2 separate regions of the Mus musculus genome follow, and region 1 is linked to region 2. Evidence: chromatin contacts called from public HiChIP or PLAC-seq data. All regions are on one chromosome and are shown on one strand. The core of a region is the stretch at or near the end of the contact, and the rest is flanking DNA. Distances in the headings are between cores, read along the strand shown.

Evidence for each region. HiChIP or PLAC-seq counts read pairs in DNA pulled down with a chosen protein or histone mark.
Region 1: a contact with region 2 is called in an H3K4me3 HiChIP or PLAC-seq map of bone marrow-derived macrophages, with 2.6 times the contacts expected there. The contact joins two enhancer-like sites. A contact is called at or near these places in 1 of 15 datasets of contacts at CTCF or cohesin (pro-B cells), 2 of 484 Hi-C or Micro-C datasets (Th2 cells and nephron progenitors), 2 of 115 datasets of contacts at active chromatin or transcription factors (bone marrow-derived macrophages and large pre-B cells) and 1 of 9 other capture datasets (liver).

What each region holds. Positions count from the first base shown.
Region 1 is chr11:44,543,898-44,547,234 of GRCm38.p6, forward strand. All of the region lies in intron 4 of Rnf145 (ring finger protein 145), which reads left to right. Among named protein-coding and RNA genes, the nearest start is that of Gm51891, 14 kb to the left of the region's middle. Within about 2 kb of position 1,549, at least 125 of the 459 cell types and tissues checked have an H3K27ac peak or open chromatin away from gene starts, as enhancers often do. A contact at or near this core is called in bone marrow-derived macrophages, where this site is marked.
Region 2 is chr11:44,423,501-44,427,037 of GRCm38.p6, forward strand. No RefSeq gene overlaps it. Among named protein-coding and RNA genes, the nearest start is that of Il12b, 25 kb to the left of the region's middle. Within about 2 kb of position 1,776, at least 12 of the 459 cell types and tissues checked have an H3K27ac peak or open chromatin away from gene starts, as enhancers often do. A contact at or near this core is called in bone marrow-derived macrophages, where this site is marked.

The DNA of each region.
Region 1 (3,337 bases), core at 299-2,798, 120 kb after region 2:
CGGGTGGAGATTAAAAGGTTAGCATAGGTAGGAAATTCATGAAATTTGGGGCCTTAGACTGGGTAGAGTGCCTTTATAGAAAACAAAAAAAACACCCCATGGCCCCTTACACTGGCAGGTACTCTACCAGCCAACCTACACCCTTGGCCACCTTTACTTCCTCGCCCTACGCTTGCTTGATAGCTTGTTTGCGTGCTTGCTTGCTTTTCTTCCTCCCTCCCTCCCTCCCTCCCTCCCTTCCTTCCTCCTCCCTCCTTTCCTTCCTCCCCCTCTTTTCCCTCCCCCCATTTCTTCCTGTACTTATTGAGTGTGTGCACACGTGTGTCATGTGCTCATGCCTTGATGAGTGTGTCCGTCAGAGGGCAGCTTGCAGGAGTTGCTGTTCTTCTTCCGTCCTGTGGGTCAGGTCATCAGCTTGTTCCCATAGATGCTTCTTACTGTTTGTATTTATCATCATATCAAAAATAGTTCATAGAGGCTTGTGGTTCTTAAGGGGTTTTTAAATATCGGAGAAGATTAATTTTTAAACAGCTAGTCATTACTTTGAAAGGCTAAAGTGATTAGCTATGTCTCAGGCTTACTTACTGCTGCTGGAAGTGAGCGTCTTGTTGTCAGAAACATGTACATGGCTGAAGCACAATGTTAAAAATAAAAGTGCTGAATAGATACAGTCCTAAGTGAACCACCCACCATGCCAGAGACCCCACACAGGAAGCGAGGGAACCGACTCTGAAGCCAAGCCTCTTAGAAGACAGTATTAAAGAGAGGGAAACAGAGGTCAAAGGACTGCCCAGATCTCTATACAGAGAAGACTCAGGGGTGCACCACTAAGAGGGTTGTGTGTCTGGGGACGGATCTAGGCTGGCCAGCTAAAGCTGGTCATCCAGAACTCAGCCACACGTGGCTGCCAAGCACTGGAAATGCCCCTCTCACACATGGTACTCCAGGTACACTTAGTGCAAGTAAAACATCTCTAATATGTGCTGATAAGATTTAAGGTATACTTGATTTTGTAAAATATATTGTTTTTACCTTTTTCTGTTACTTTTTGAAATGAGACACCTAGAGGAAAAATGTAGATTCTGTCTGTAGCCCCTCTCTTTCTTCTGATGTGACGTCCAGGACCAGCAATGGACTGTTGAGCTTCTGCACGTGGAGTGAAAATTCTTGCAGGGTTTTCCCTGCGTGTTCTGAATTGTAAAGGCCAAGGCTGGGCTCCCTGAAGCCTGGGAAAGGTGGCTGAAACCTGCACAGCACTTTGTCTTGAATTTCCAAATCTCGGGGGTGGGGTGGGGTGGGGTCAGAGCTGGCCAGTGCTGATGCCTTCTCAGGTGCTACTTGAGGGATCCCTAGTGATGAGGGCAGTCTTGGAGGCACACGTATTTGTCTCCGGGAAGAAAACCAGTTGGGCTTGTCTAGTTCAAAGGGCACCAAAAAGACGTCATTCATTCAGCCAAACAGGAATTGACCCACTTGCCCACAGTGCTGCAGATTGACGGAAGGAGCAGGCAGCAGAGCTCTTCCTGCTCTGCCCGGTGTAGGCTGGCTGTTTTTGCAGAGGAGGGGGGGCCTTCAGCTGTGCTGCTTCTCCTCCTCTTCCTCCTTCCTTTACCCGCTCTTTACTGTCTCATTTTCTCACCAGTTCTCTTTCTCCCCCACCCTTTTCTTCTTCCTCGTACCCTGTTTGAGTTGTTTGGTCATTTGAGGCAGACTCTGCTCTGGTCCAGGCTGGCCTGGTTATGTTCTCACTGTCAGTATCTTAACTAAGAACTAGTTGATGAGGAAAGAAAATGATGTCTGTGCCATATTAAAGGGTGGCTTTTTTTTCCCTCACATTGATGTTTTTTTTTTGTTGTTTTTGTTTTTTTTTTTTGTTTTTTTTTTTGTTTTTCGAGACAGGGTTTCTCTGTATAGCCCTGGCTGTCCTGGAACTCACTTTATAGACCAGGCTGGCCTTGAACTCAGAAATCCACCTGCCTCTGCCTCCCGAGTGCTGGGATTAAAGGCGTGCGCCACCATGCCTGGCTCATATTGATTTTTAAAGTAAATTCTCTCTGCTGTTTCAGTAATAATGAGCTTCTGGGTTGGAGATGCCGCTCTGTAGTGGGACCATCAGCTCAGCAGGATGAGGCTCTGCGTTCCATTCCCAGCACTACAAAAAGAGAACTAACAAACACAAAAGCAGTCTTTTAAAGAAAAACCAGAGCCATTTAAATGTTCCATGAGTTCCTGGAAGTTCAACCCTCCCAGAGTTTTTTCTAATTGTGGAGTCATGAATTCAGAGTACAGAGTCTAGAGTGCTTCTGATTTACTCAGTGTGACCATTGGGGTAGGGGCCTCGCGGAGGGAGCTGTAGGGGATTTCACTGAGTCCCTTGCAGCAGCAAGGATCACTAGTCCTAGAGGAAAATGCCTTCTGAGGCATGGTCCCTCAGAGGAGATGTGGACATGTGGCCAGAGCAAGTCCTGCCTGCCGGGGCCTGGACGCGGGGACTTCAGAGCTGGGCGAGGGGTGGGGATTGGAGGGAAGTTTCCATCCTGCTGACCAGGGAAACCGAGGGAGGCATCACACCACAGCTTCTGCTGCCCGAGCACTTCCTCCCAGCCTTTGCTTTTCTGCTTTCACTTTCTGATTTTATTTTAATAAAGGAAATGTTCCCATTCTTATCATCAAAAATGGGCTAATTATGATGAAAACGAGCCTCCTCCTGCAGCCTCTCCCGCATGCTCCATCTGCCCCAGCCTCTCTAAGTTCCTGGTGACCCTTCCTCCCCGGCTGGGTGCTCTTCCTTGTGGAAATCCAGCCGCCCTACTCGTGCATCCTCCTCCTTGCCAGCTCTCTCCCTCTCTGTAGTTTCTCAGTCTTTGAAGGGAGTTGTGCTTTTGTTTGGCTTTCTGATTCATCAGCTCTGTCTCCAGTGGTTTCACATTTTAAGTTTTGTTCTGCGTTCTTTCTGACACTTGTTCTATTGACTGTTTCCTCTTACTTTTTAAATGTTTACTTCTCATATGAAGCATTTAACTTTTTGGAGGAAGACTTGGTTCTTTTTGTTTTTTTTGTTTGTTTGTTTTTTTCGAGATGGGGTTTCTTGTGTAGCCCTGGCTGTCCTGGAACTCACTCGAACTCAGAAATCTGCCTGCCTCTACCTCCCGAGTGCTGGGATTAAAGGCATGCGCCGCCAACGCCCGGCTGAAGACTTGGTTCTTTAAGTTTATCTGGAGGTGTATGTCAGAGCCCATAATTTTTTTTTTTCCCTATCAGGCTTCTAGTGTACCCTGTAGTCCTAGGGTAGCTAGGAAATGGAGGCAGGAGGATCCTGAATGTGAAGCCAGCCTGG
Region 2 (3,537 bases), core at 526-3,025:
CCACAATCCGTTTACACTGCTTCAGAAAAAGCATTCTGATTCTGGACTGAGCTCTGGGCAGGGCTAGGGGTGGAAGGCCAGCTGTTGAAGTCTCTGAGAGCTAGCTTGGGACGGAGGGATCATTCATCAACAGGGGAGTGGGGAGGAGATAATTTGGCTCAGAATCTTTTCTCTTACAATCAATCTGCAACCCCTCTCCCCCTCCACGTGGAGCTATCAAGATGCAGTGATTCCAGCCGCTGACATCAGGGATCTTACAATCTGTTAAGAGAGCATTTAACACACCACTAAAGTGAGTGAATTAAAACACAAGCCAACTCAGAGAAAGGTATTTGCACCATAAATGTTTCCCTTCCAGAGGTTTCTAGCTCCTGGGAGGAGCTCTCTCTTTGTCATCTTCCCAGAATATAGTAATTTAGCATCAACCTACCAATTCGCCTTGCCTCTAAATCAGACCCTAAGCATGTCCTTCTATTCAGTACAGCCCTTCTTCCAGGATAGCATTTGTGAGGAAAATGTCTTTGGACAAGACTTTCTCCAGAGGGTTGTATTATACCAAGGAAATTAATTCCCTCTTTCGGGCTCATAAAATGCAAAACGAAAATCAGCATTCCAGCTGAAGGCTGAGGGGACCAGGAGTGCATACTGAAAACCCTCCTTCTGCGGGAAGCATGCTGCAGGGGCTCATTAGCATTTACCTTCACACAGGCCTGGCTTCTGCAGAGCCAGGCACTCTGGCTGCCCTCTGTGGCTTGGTATGGCTTCTCCACTGATGGATGCCATGGCAGGATGAGCTTTCGAGCTCCACAGATGCTCGCTGGACTCCCATCTTGCCTCACAAAGCACATAGACCACCTCAAAACTCCCCTTTACCCCAGCCCACATGGAACCTCCCCCGGGTGCTGGTAGAAGGCATTAACTGAAGAATAAGAGAGGACAGGGTCATGAGTACCAGGACACCAGGTGTCCTCCAGTGACCTTGGCTTTGACGGGGAGGGAAGCACAAAGAATGTCTACTGTGGTTGCTGGTCTTCTAAGGTCAGACCCAGGAGATCCTAAACCCTCTCTTCTTTCCTCCTCGTGGTTTGGACCATGTGCTCATCCAAAGCTATGTTCTGCCACTTACAGGCTCATGGCCACGACAGGGCTCTCAAATCATAGTACCCAAAGCAATGTAAAATAGTTCCATAGAACCTTCCAAAGCATTCTTCTTCCTTCGGTTGTGGCTTGGTGAAATCCACCCACCCACCCAGTCACACACACACACACACACATATACACACACACGTCCTTAGAGGTTCCCAGCCAGAAGTTGTCTAGCTGGTTTGTGTCAGGGTCTCTCTGTTCATCTGGGCATCTTAGGTGACGTGCCAGCACACAGTGATTTAGCAGGGGGACCACAAAGGAGCATCTGCTGCACCCGAGATCTAGTTGCTTTCAAGCAGAATGTATTAGTTTCTTTCCTGTGTTGCTAAACTTTAAACTTTGTGTCCTCTCATAGGAAGAAGCAGACAAAAGCAGAATTGTCCCACGCTAGGCCCCCAAGTCTTGTTCACCACAGAGAGCCCTGGGCCTCTCCACACTCCCACAGCTTTGCAGGGCACAACTGAAGAATGTCTGGCCCTGTAAGAGGAGAAAAATGAAGGCAGCCTGCCGCCCTGCCCAAGGACTAGAGCCTGATTGATGTCAGTGCTCAAACTTGAACTTGGATCTCCGGACTCCCACTTTGCCCAGCCCTCGTAATGAGTCATAATTCCCAGGAGATTGGCATTAATATGACCAGTCTGTCGCCAGAGTGAGACAGCACGTTAAAATTTACTATCTCCTACAAGCACGCTCTAGTGCTAATTACCTTCTCAAAATAGTGTCTGTCTCCTTGGATCATGGCGTTCAGAACCTGGAGAGTAGCTTCCATTGCACCCCGTGGAAAAACACCAGCAAACCATGGGACTCTGTGTGGTGGCTTTTCTCCATTGTCTCCTTGGATCATCATGGAACCAAAGTCCTGAGCATGTCTGGGCTTCTAAATTGGGTTTCCTGAGTCGGGAAGACCCACCCTATGTAAATGATACCCTCATGGACTGGGATGGCAGACGGGATCAAAATGTGCAAAGAAGCTGAGGGCAAGCGTTCATCTCCCTCTGCTTCCTGCCTGCAGAATGCAGTGTGTCCTGCTGCCTAAACCTCCCGACACTGGAACTTCCATCCCATGACAGACTGTACTCTCCGACTGTCAATCAAAATTAACTGTTCTTTGTCCAGAAGTCACTTTTGTCAGATACTTTTTCAAAGCAACAAGATGAGTAACCTGCGTGGCTTATCAACATGGAAAGGTCATGGCTGGGCTTGCCCTGCACTGCCTGCTGCAAGCCTTCAGCAGCCCTGTGCTAATTAGGTCATGTGCCTGCTGCAGGCACCCAGTGTCCTGTCGGCCCATGTGATTTGGTAGCAGAGAGCTCGATTATAGCCCTCACTTGATTCATTAGTCATCCATACACAATAAAAAAAAAAAAAAGTTGGTACTGGGAGAAATTGAAGAAGGAAGAGTTTCATTCTGTTGTCTATTTCTTCTTTCATTTAGCAAATAGTTACTCTGCCTGCCTCTGTATGCAGTGCAAAAGAAAACACATTAACGCGGTAGCCAGAACGATTGCCTTTTAAGAACCTCCACCCTAGACAGGACAGAAGACAGTGTGGTGAGTGCTTATATAGGTGAGGAGTTATAAGTTGGGATACTTTGAACTGCAAGTAAAAGAACCTGTATTAAAATTGACTTGACCAAGTAAAAGGTATGAAGGATAAAAATGCTAGGAATTCTGGGAGGAAGATGTAGCAATTAATTAATCCAGCAGTTCAATGACATCATTTGCAAGCTCGGGTCTTTTCCATCAGCCTTAATATTTTGTTTTTCTTCCTACAAGATGGCTGCTACATTGCCAACCAACATGCTGCCATGTTATGCATCAAAACTGGAAGGGCAGTTCTCTTCTAAAAGAGGGTATGTGTTGTTGTTGTTGCTGCTGCTGCTGTTATTATTGCTTTGGGTGTGTTTGTTAGTTTGGTTTTTTCCTTCAACTAGGAAAGACATTTTTCCCAGAGTCCCATAGCACCTAGCCACATTTTAACTATAATGGGAGCTTAAACAAAAAGAGAATCTGGTCTTTCCACCCACTGAGGGCAAAGGAGCTGAGAATGGGAAAGACTGTGGGCAGTGCCTGCTTCCAGAGCATAGAGGAGGAACATGAAACCCAGAGATGGGGCTGGAGAGATGGCTCAGCAGTTTAGAGTACTGACTGCTCTTCCAGAGGTCCTAAGTTCAATTCCTGGCAACCACATGGTGGCTCACAATCATCCATAATGGGATCGGATGCCCTCTTCTGGTATGCATGAAGAGAGTGACAGTGTACTCACATAAATAAATAAATAAATAAATAAATAAATAAATAAATAAAGTTTAAAAATTGAAGAAAGAAAGAAAGAAAGAAAGAAAGAAAGAAAGAAAGAAAGAGAGAGAGAGAGAGAAAGAAAGAAAGAGAG